Regions from separate parts of the Columba livia genome. Here region 2 is linked to region 1. Evidence: chromatin contacts called from public Hi-C data. All regions are on one chromosome and are shown on one strand. Each heading gives the region's core, a stretch centred on a gene start, on an enhancer-like site or on the middle of the called end of the contact. The rest is flanking DNA. Distances are from core to core; before and after follow the strand shown.

Evidence for each region. Hi-C and Micro-C count contacts between places; a contact is called where the count stands out from the background.
Region 2: a Hi-C map of crop shows a contact between it and region 1, with 6 times the contacts expected there. The contact joins the enhancer-like site here to the promoter of COPS8 in region 1. A contact is called at or near these places in 2 of 2 Hi-C or Micro-C datasets (crop and liver).

The regions. Positions count from the first base shown.
Region 1 is chr7:33,721,244-33,726,531 of bColLiv1.pat.W.v2, forward strand. It overlaps COPS8 (COP9 signalosome subunit 8), which reads right to left and starts at 2,157. Exons shown (of 8, transcript XM_065069169.1): 1 at 1,935-2,157. The coding sequence starts at 2,012.
Region 2 is chr7:33,901,635-33,907,030 of bColLiv1.pat.W.v2, forward strand. IQCA1 (IQ motif containing with AAA domain 1) reads left to right here. Exons shown (of 18, transcript XM_065069173.1): 2 at 4,603-4,927. It also overlaps LOC102092528. Among named protein-coding and RNA genes, the nearest start is that of IQCA1, 8.4 kb to the left of the region's middle. Within about 2 kb of position 3,372, at least 1 of the 3 cell types and tissues checked has an H3K27ac peak away from gene starts, as active enhancers do.

The DNA.
Region 1 (5,288 bases), core at 907-3,406:
ACCCCACCACTGTGCGCTAATATATACCTTAGTGTGCTCCTTCAAGCCTGTGCTACTCTAAAGGATGGGAAAACATCTTCAAAGCAAGTACTAAACTGCTCCCAGCAGGAAAGGCAAGACACACTCAACACATGGTCCAAGGGTGCTCTTCTGCTCCTCTGTGCTCACACGCCCATCACTTGATGCAGCTGGTAACTCATATTTCAGCACAGCAACTTCCTTCCAGCTCCATCACCCTCTTCTACAGAACACAGGGCACAGCAAGAAGCAGCAGCACCATGCTGGGGACATGAGAGACACCTGGGCTCAGCGCAGAAACATCAGCTGAAGCTTGATGATATACACCCATAAATAGAGACCCCCTACTTAATTACATTTTCCACTGAACAGCTGTGTCCTTTGTCAAAGTTCTGCTGTGGCAAGTGATCACATATTGGATCAACTTTCTCCCTTCAATTGCTAAGGCAGCAAGAACTACAAATCAGAATCACTAAAAGAGTGCATGAAAGAGGAAAATTCAAAATTTTCACTTATTTCAAATGGCTACAGTGGGATGCACGAACATCACATTTAGAAAAACACTGAAAACTCTGTGCAAGACAAAAGAGGTTCCATAGATACCATCCAGAAAGAGTTTTCAGCATCAACATGGTGCCACTTAGATTTACCACAGGCTGTCACCACTAACAGCACAACAGCTGGACTCGAAAACTCACCAAGCAATAAAATTTAGAACAGCACAGAGGAATCTTCCAGCATGAGCTCCCATAACCAGTGCACCACTGATCTAAAAGCTATTCCCCAAGCCTGGTTCAGTGCTCCACTCTCCTCATCAATATCTTCTTTTTCTCAACCACATGAAACACATGGAAACATACAAACTCTTCCCTTGCACACACACACAACCTCCCCACTGAAAAGACCCTTATAACTACACTAAAATGCACTCACTTGTCTGCAGCTTGCAAGGTTCTGAATGTGCTGGTTTGACTGAAAATGGGTTAATTTTCTGTATGCAGTTAGAAACCTTTCTTTTCCGTAGCTAGCAGGCTCATTATTTGGACTTTGAGAACAAGAGATAACACAGACCTAATGTTTTTAATTGCTCTGGTCTGAGAGCCAAGGACATTCTGAGCACTCTGCCCACAAATGCGAGGCATCGAAGAAGCAGGGCACAAATGGGGCAGAGCTTGACTGACATCAAGCCTGATCAATGAGAGTATTCCATCCCATTAGCATCATGCTTCAGATATAAGAGTGGGGCCTTCTGGTCTGCTCTTCTGCTTTTTGTTGCTATCAAGCTGAAGAAGTCTGGTTGGGACATTTAGCTCAGCCTTTTGCCATCCTGCAGAGGCCTTTGGGCTTTTCTACCCTTTTCCTCTCCTTTTCTCTGTCTGGGATTGCTTTTTAGAACCAGGTGTGGCTTGCTGGGCCTGGCTGCTCAGTTGTGGACAGAGCTCGAGAAGAATTGCCAAGGAACACCTTTTATTTCTATTATATATATACACATTTACTAGTAGTGTATTAGTATTGTGTTATTTTATTAAATTGTGTTTATCTCAATCCAAGTTTCTCCCTTGATTCTTTCCCCTGTTGGGGGGTGGGGGAGGCTGTGAGTGAACGGCTGTCGTGGTTGTATCCCCAGGTCGGGTTAAACAACAACACTGACATGATTTTTTGTCGCGATTTTGTACAACGGGCAAGTTTAAGCACTGAGCCCTAACCAACCTCACAAACACGCACAGGCAGAGCCGTCAATAACCTTCCGTGCAGGACCAGGTTAGACTCCGAAACCAGAACTTTCAGGCAACAGTCTCTGACCCACCCGCCGCGGCTGGAGACGCCCGTACTGAACCCACGGGCGCTGCGAGCGGCCCCGGCCCCGCCGCAACACGCGAGGGCCCCCGCCACCCCCGGGCCCGTCCCCGCCGCACCTCGAGCTCCTGGGTCTCGCACTGCTCCAGAAGCTTCCTGAAGCTGAAGGAGTTCTCTGCCATCACCGCCACCGGCATCTTCACCTCCGCCCGCCTGAACCGCCTCCCCAAAGGAGGCGGCCGCGCCTTAACGTCACTTCCGTCCCGGGCAGTGCGCACTTCCACCCATGGCCTAAGGTAAGCAGGCCGCTCTAGCCGCACCTTTATGCTGTGGAGGACTGCGGGGGCGTAGTCAATGCCGGGGGCGTGGCCAAGGGGCCCGTGGGCGGGGTTCTGGCCAGCACGTGTGTGAGACCCAAGGTTGCTTAAGGGACAGCTACATTATGCGTCTTTTCCCCCATTATTTCTGTGTGTTTGTGTGTAACAAACAGATTTATGTTTAGTTATTTATTTGTATACATCGCATACTGTTTGATGGGTAAGATATACACCCTACGGCCTTTATTATGCATTGCATACACAATATAATATAGCACACATCATGTGTAAATACATTACGTAAAGTAGCACATGTGCCAGAATAGCGCATAATATGTTAAAAATGGCACATAACAGCAAATACGCTATTTTATAGGCAGGACCACCCCTTCACTGCAGCCTTTTGCGGCTCCAGTTCCAGAACTGGGACCCCCTTAGTCCTGCCTGCCTTTCCCGAGAATCAGGCTCAGGGGACCAATTTATGACTTCATATTTTTTTTTTTTTTTAATTATTATTTATCCCTGAAGGATGGACTTTGAACATGTTTGCAGCACGGAGCACAGCACTGGTCAGAGGCACACTTGTGCATGAATCAGTGGAAAATGGCAGAATTGGCACCAGATCTTTGCAATTATTTGGGCTACAGCTGGAAACTCTTATTTTTTAGAGTAATATTAACCCCGGTGCCTTGTTTTCTGCAAACCCTTGCTTTCCAATAGAACAAATTTGCTTTCCCCCATCATCTATAGCTGCATTTCCCTTCAATGAAGTGCTTCCTGCCACCTTCCACCCCCAGCGCCACCCCGAACGCCATCCCCAAACCCTTTATTCTTCATATTCAGCCAGCGACTCTTCCAGCCTTTTACAGGAGAGTTTCCCCAAGCCGTGCTCAAAAGCTGCACCACCTTGATGCAAAACTAGGGTGACCCGTGCAAGCCCGATGCAGCAGCGGCTGGGCTGTCCAGTAGCGCTGCCCACGCTTTCATGTTGAAAAAAGGAAAGAATAGGGATGCTCAGCCCCTTTGTCTGGGAGTCTCCACGCTCTGGGACAAGTCTCAGCTAAGGAAAAATAAAAATAACATGTGTCTAGGCTCGCTTTGGGATTTTCCCAGAGGAGAGCATCCTGGCGCAGGGCTCCAGGCGATGGCACTGCTGCTCCAGGCTTGGGCTCTGCTTTTCCCAACAACTGTCCCCGCGTCCTGCTCCCGTCCCCTCCAGCCACATCCATCCCACTGGCTTTTTGTTGCCCCAGCTCTGTGCCAACATCACTTTGACACTCGAGCATCTGAGAGGAGCATCATTCTCACCTTTTGCTCCCACTCCCAATTATCTCATACTTTTCGGGAGGCGGGGAGGGGATCAAAGCGGGGGGCAGCTTATGATGCTGCCAGTGGGAGACCTTCCCTTAGCATCGGCAGGCTCAGAGCATCCTTCCTGGCCCTCAGCTGGATGTCACCATGGAGAACATCGTCTTGGGAAGGCTTCGTCTTGTGGTGGGACGTTACGATGTCGCAATCCTCCATCCCGACACGATCCTCCTTCCTGTCGCTGGTGGGAAGGCAGGAGCTGGTCCACGGCACTGCTGGCCATACTGGGCTTGGGTTGGGCAGAACCGCAGCCTCCGGGCGTGCTCCTTCTCCCTGCGGGGCAAATATCCCATTTTGGGGAAAACAAAAAACAAAACAAAACAAAACAAGTAAAAATGGAGCATATGAGAGGTTTCCGCGAGAGGGCACCAGCTGCAAAAGAAACTACCTAAAAGGTCCAAGGAAACTGGAGCAAGGGCTGTGGCTGCTGCCAAACATCCCACTTTCCATTTTGAGGCAGTCAGGTGGGTTTTTTTGTTTGTTTGTTTGTTTGTTTGTTTCAGGATTTCATCAAGCTTTTGGGGACTACAGAGGAAGTGTTGCTTTCCAGTTTGGTTAGCTGAGCCTCCCAGAGCCACCAAAACCTCTCCGCAAGCAATGCCAGAAAAACTGTTTCCTCTCTTCTTTTTTTTTTTTCTTTCTTCTTCTCTCTCCCCCTCTTCACTCACATTTCTTTAACACCATGGGGACATCTCCATGCAAGTCCCAGGGTGCTCTGTTCACTGTGCTCCGTGCAAGCTCCAGCTCGATCAGCACGATGTACTAAGCCAAGCCACACACTTCAGCCACCAAGAGGGATGCATTTCCCCATGAGGCCACCTACCAAGCCAAAAAATCCCATTACTGATGAAAACTTGCTCTGTGACACCAACTTCAGTGCCCCGCAGTGGCTTATCATGGTGTTTAATCTCCTCCATGTGCATGAACTGCAAACTCTGTGATTGTGAGAGCTGGGGATGCTGCCAGAGCAGCTCCTTGGGGTCTTCAGGCTCCTTCCTTGCCTCACAAGCAAAGAGAAACCCAGCAACATGGCTGAGCAGTCAACCCTTTGAGCAAGAGGCCCCAATGGCCTCTCTGGCCTTCCTGTCTTGGGCTAGAGCAATTTCCACACCATCGCCAATGCAGTTTCACTCAGCCCTGAGGCAGAGGCTGGTGGCAAAGGGCTTTAAGAGGTGTCTCAGCGGTGGGCCAGGAGATGCTGTCTGCCCGGAGATGTCCAGAGACCAATATTTGCTTCAGAAGGGGCTGGGACTGGTTAATAGGGGAGCATGGCAGGTTGGGCTCAGTATTAAGAGCTAAATTCATTAAGAAAATTAGAATGTGGAGGTTTGTGTTCTGGTCGCAGGCCAAGAAGACCAAGTGTATTTTAATTCAGCACGAATATTTAATTTACAACAAAACCAGCACTTTGCAAACAAGGAAACTCCTTTGGGCAAACTGCAGCTGCTTGCTCCCACAGAGAACGGTCTCCATCCCATCCCATCCCATCCCATCCCATCCCATCCCACCCCATCCCATCCCACAAATAGATCTCCCTTTGCATGGATTTGCAACACCCAGAGCACAGCAGGCATCAGGACCAGGGCGCATACATAAAAACACCACCCCAGCATCCCAACACCGTTGCATCACTCCTTTCTGAGTAATTTTCCTGCAGATAAGAGCAAGCAGAAATCACCAAGCCACATGGCTCAGGCTGGTGTCCCCTGGCCCTGCCAGGACCATTTTTATCCTGTGGAGAACAGCTTCTGCTAAAGTGAAATGTTTCTACGAAAAATGATAAATTCA
Region 2 (5,396 bases), core at 2,122-4,621, 180 kb after region 1:
CACCCCCAAAATTTTTCTGTCAAATAAGACCAAAAAAAAAAAAAAAGGAGAGGACTGCTTATATATTTAACCCAGCTATCTGCACGCAATACCTGAGCAAGTTGTGGTGAAGGAACAGGTAACTGCTATCTTGAACAAGCCAGCAGTCGTTTTAAGCCTGGTGATTTTTAGAAAGAGAGAAGAAAAAAAGAAAAGCAGCAGCATTTGTGTAAGCCCCTTTTCCTCTCGGGGCCTCACTTTCCCCTCCCAACCTTTGTCTCTTGTTTCTTTATTCGACAGAGGCTGCAGGGCAGGGTTTCCCTCCCCTGTGTCTGCCCAGGGCTCAGCACAATGGCTGACCTGCCAGGCCCCCAGTGTCTAAAGGAGACCCTGAGCTCTGGCCCCTCACACACTTCCTTGTCGCTAGACCCACATCTCGGTCACTTCTTGCCTGCTCCGTGACTTGATCTATTTTAAAACACACATGTTTTATTTAATGAAACAGGAGTTTCTCTATTAGGTGAAGAGAGTTGGGCCAAGTCAGAGTCAAATGTTTTCCATCACGTGAGAAATACAAGTAGGGCCCATGCAATACTACACTCTGGGTTCACGTGATTAGCACATGAGATATTTCTGTCCTTAGAGGACAGACAACTCTGAAAAAACGGGCATCAAAGCAACATACATTCAGCCCATATACAAATCCAGAGATGGACACAGCTTGGAGTGCAAACTGTGCCTTGTCCTAGAATAAAAGAAATAGTGTTCCCTTTGGCAGCTAACTGAAATCACCAAGACACTTAAGCGGAAAAAAGAAATACCACACACACAAAGGTAACCTCCGCAAAGCCAGATTCCACTACTGGCTCAAGAGCAGTCTGAGGGTCAGTTTGCGTGCTCAGCACAAATATTTCCAAAAAGGACATGCTGAAGTCTCAAAACCAGTTCAACGCAAGTAAGCAGCCTAACTTCAGTCATACTCAAAACTGACACGTTTATTCTAAGCGCAAGAAGAGATGGGTCAAGAAAACATGTGGAGTTAGAGGGCCCTGAAATATTAAAATGAGGCGATGAATAATTTGGCAGGATTTTAAACATCTCTTTGTAACTTGAGCAGAAAAACGTATTTCTAAGCTTTGCTTTAAATAAGCAGATCAGGCTTTATTTTGAATAATAAAAGTGAGATTCAAACAAGAAGTCATACTATAGCACAATAGTCATCTTAACTCCTTGTTTTAGACTCCATTTCTACTTTGTGGGAGTGAAGAGAATGAACATCAGTTAGGAGGTAAAGCTTTGACCTTCCCTCCAAGCTGTGAGCTGCCAGAAGACACTCTGGGGGCTCTGGATTTAAGTCACTTTATATGTTTTTTCCTCATCCCATTACAGCGTTCCTTATTTTCCCCATAACACTTGTGTTTTGTAGTTGCTATGACAATTTGCAGCGTTACTTACACTGCTATACACATGCAGAGATCAAGAGGCAGACTTATTTCTTTTCCAGGATTTAATAATCTAATGTCTTGAGTAGGAAAATTATGTTTAGTCCTGCTGGTTACCTGCACTAGTAGGCTAGTTAGATGCTCTAATCCCCTCTAATTCTGATCCAATATCATCCTCAGGCATGGATACAGCTCATGACCTACCTGTTACAGAACAGGAACAAACCTACAAGATGGACCAGTAACTAAAGCGCCAGAGTGCTGAAGGCTGCACTGCAGTCCCCATCAGTGCTTGGAAGCAATTTTGAGGGAGTTTACAACTTAATGCAGAGAAAGAGTGAGCACATAGGCAAAAATTAAAATAGGGCTTTAGGGGTTTCATACTGTCTGATTACCAGGTGAAGAGAATCAGTCCTGTCCTTTGCATGTAAGGTGTAACTCATTACTACTGACTACCCCTGAACATGTTTGTCTGCCAAAGCTGAGGGGCTCCTCAGGAATACAGCAGCTCTGCTGAGTCCCTCAGAAACAGCTATAAAAACCTAGCACATCTGATCCTTCAAACTAGTCCAGAAGGGGTCCTATTTGGACACTAGTAAAACCCAAAATAATTATTCTAATCCTGTTTGGGGAAGGGAAACAAATGGCTCTACATGTGTCCTCTAGTTTTTAATCAGAGTGAACCAAAGAAACACTGAAATCATATTTCTGTTTGCACTGTACAATTATTATGTATCTGCTGTTCCCTATCACATGCCTAAAGACTGAGCACTAGGGCCAGGTCCCCCAAGTTGTCAGTCACCCTGACCACAACAGGTACTATCAGCTTATCACAGCTGAAAATTTAGCAGTACCACATCAATCTTTTCCTTCAACACTTCTTTTCCCAGTGGACCTCTCCGTTCTTTTGCATTCAGTTACACAGAACATCACTACTACAAGCTAGAAGTATACTGTAATAATCATAATCTTAACATCTGACCCACAGCAACGTGCTTGCAATCATCGTAATGCTTATCTGATAAACGAATGCTTTATGGAAGCAATTATGTTCCATCTATATTGCGTTATGTTAACATACTCTGAAGGGCTAGAGCACTCTGTCCCCCTCCTCCCTCAAAAAAGTCACTCAAAATATAAAAAGAAACTAGATATTAGCTGGCTCAGCAGGAGGAACCACTTGACATTCCTCAGTCAGAGGAGGCAGAAAGGGAGATTATTGTAAATTAGAGTGGACAATCGCAGAGTTGGTTCTCTTTGGCAGTGCTATCTGTTGTCTCCATGCAATAACCTGCATTTGAAATGCTCTAGCCTGAGGATATCCACTGCTCATAAATCACTGGTGTGGTTGGGGGGACAACCTTCAGGGCCAGGCTTCCTCCAAGATTTATAACCTCCCTATTACCAAATGGTCCTTGAGTAGGCACAGCTAAGTAAGTACAATATCGCGTTGTTTCCTTCTGTGCTGGAAAACCCCGTGAACCTCACACCAGTGTATGTTCTTCTGTGTCCTGACTTCAGAGGAAGTACACAAAACTCGCATTGATCGACCAGCAGAGCTGTTAGGTCAAAGCTAATGCTAGTCTCATTTGTGCCTATCTTCTCCCCACTCTGCTGGTTTTATTTTGTTTATCTCCTGCACCTGGGTTAATTGCTGCAATTGAGTGATTGGGGTGGTGCAATGGGATGTAATGAAGTAGGGAAAAAGGAAGGGGAAAGACCTGGGTGGGCTGCAGAGGCATTAGGAAAAGCCAGGCCAGCTGCATCCTGCAGAAACCCAGGTCAGCTGAAAAATATAATATGCACTTTAAAAAGTTAATGGTGCAAATTCAATAGCGGGGTTCAGATTTTTGGTGTTTTTGCTGACAGCTGTGGGGAGTCTCAGCAGCCCTGTCAGCATCCTGGATATGCAGCACCCACCCCATGCTCAGGGACCTTGAGTTTGTCCTGTCCACCCCCCTGGTCCCTCTTGCAGCACAAGCCTCAGGCCACTCAGTACTCCAGGACTGGGAATGATAAGATCAGCTGACAGAGCTCCAATTTAGGCATTTATTATCAAGCACAAGCAACGTTTACAGCTGTGCAAGCTTTATTGTCAGAATTAGTAGACAAGCACTCCCTCGATGCTGCTCAGAACAAGAGGTCTGCTCTGAAAGCTCATCTAATGGTGGCAGGGTCTTTTGCTGTCTTCATTCTTCTTTGAGAAGCTCTAGAAACAGCAAACAATATCTAGGTTAAGCACCTGGATGGGTCTAAATTGCACCATTGAGGCCAGTGGCCTTTATTTCTGGAATATTCTCTCTATTCTAAGAAACAAAAGTCAGCTTTCTCTATTACCTTAGCCAGCTGTCTGGGCCCCCTTTCTTGCTCCTGTAGGATGATCTCCCATAAAATTCTGCACTGATCTGCTTTTACCCTGAAACCCAATGTCAGCAAGTCCACACTCATATCAGAGCTCCACCTATTTATACTAAAACTACCCAAGTAAACAGCATTATCACTTCTGGAAATGAAGCTGGCCTTAGGTGACATCTTCCATTGTCACATAGTCCTCTAACTACTAGACCAGACATTTAACAATTGCTTGGAGTGCAACAGTTGCTGCCATAGAAAGAAATTATTTTCCTTCCTTACTTCACATTTGAAACAGTGCCCACAGCTACACTCTAGCGTTGGCACCAATACAGCCTCTTCCCTGCAGTTAGCTCTGAGCAACCACTTCAGAAAGGCAGAAGAACAACACATACTTTAGAAACATCAATTGGTCCTCATGCCAAACATGGGGAGTCCTAAAAGACACCTTCACCCATCATAAGGGCTTTGCGGGGAAGCACATTTTCTATTAAACCGACTTCTCAGCACAATTAAATGAAACTTCTGGCACTGTCAAGCATGTGAAGGATGCTTCAGGCACATTAAAGATGAAGTTGAAAAGTGTTTAAATTTTAAGCTTCCATTAATAAAACACCATTTTAAGATTCCTATTTTTAAGACAATCAAAAAGAGAAACTTTTGCTAATCGTTTTAAAAATACATTGTAGTTAAAATCTCTTTATAAATATAACGGCTCACATTTCAAGGCTTGCTTTTTTGAGAAATCCACACACATAGAGTCCTGTTATCATTGTGTACTAACTCTTGCTTTCATGTTAGTTTAACGTAGTCTTCTCTTTTCAATTAGCACTTACAATAAGATGTGGGCAGATGCCCAGAAAGACCTCGATATTCAACTCTGCAAAGAGAGAGGAGAATTCCTCCAGCCAGAGAAGGACCTCGTGAAAGTATTCAAGTTGTTAGCCACTTCCTACATCAAATACATGCAAATCTTCCGTCACTTGGAGGCAGCCCATGACCAACTTGTTCACCAGCAGAAGCAGGCAGTGATTCGGCAGGTGCTAGATGGGGTGATTGGCCGGATCCTGGAGGTGAAAAGAGAGATGGTGAAGCTGGAGAACTCAGAGTTTCATTACATTGATGATATCCTGGAAGATCTAAAGCTTCTCCCGGTACGTCTGCCTCTCTTATGAGCAAATTCATAGGAAATTTACCTATCCTGTATTTTAAGGACAGCCACATTTATTTGCAGTCTGTGGAGTTTCACCAAGTGATTTAGCTTCCTGCATGTTCACTAATGTACTGGGTGATCAGTAATTATGGCCTTTTTGTTAAAGATCGGAGTATATTTGATCTATGATAAACATTATATATTGGAGCAAGATTTTAAAAGCTGATCTGCCTGATCAATATGTTGCATTTCTACTTCTCTGTAGACCTTTCACTTGCGCATGTCATGTGAAGTCATGTTAGCTTAAACAGCCTCACTATTAATGGCAGCAGCTTGATTCTGCCTGGTTTTAGTGTGGGATTAGACAGAAGATGGGCAACTGATAATGAAGGTACACTCCACTTCTGTCTGCCCGTTACATGACTGTGAATCAGCCTGGCCTCAGGCCTCTTCCAGAGATTACAGGTAAT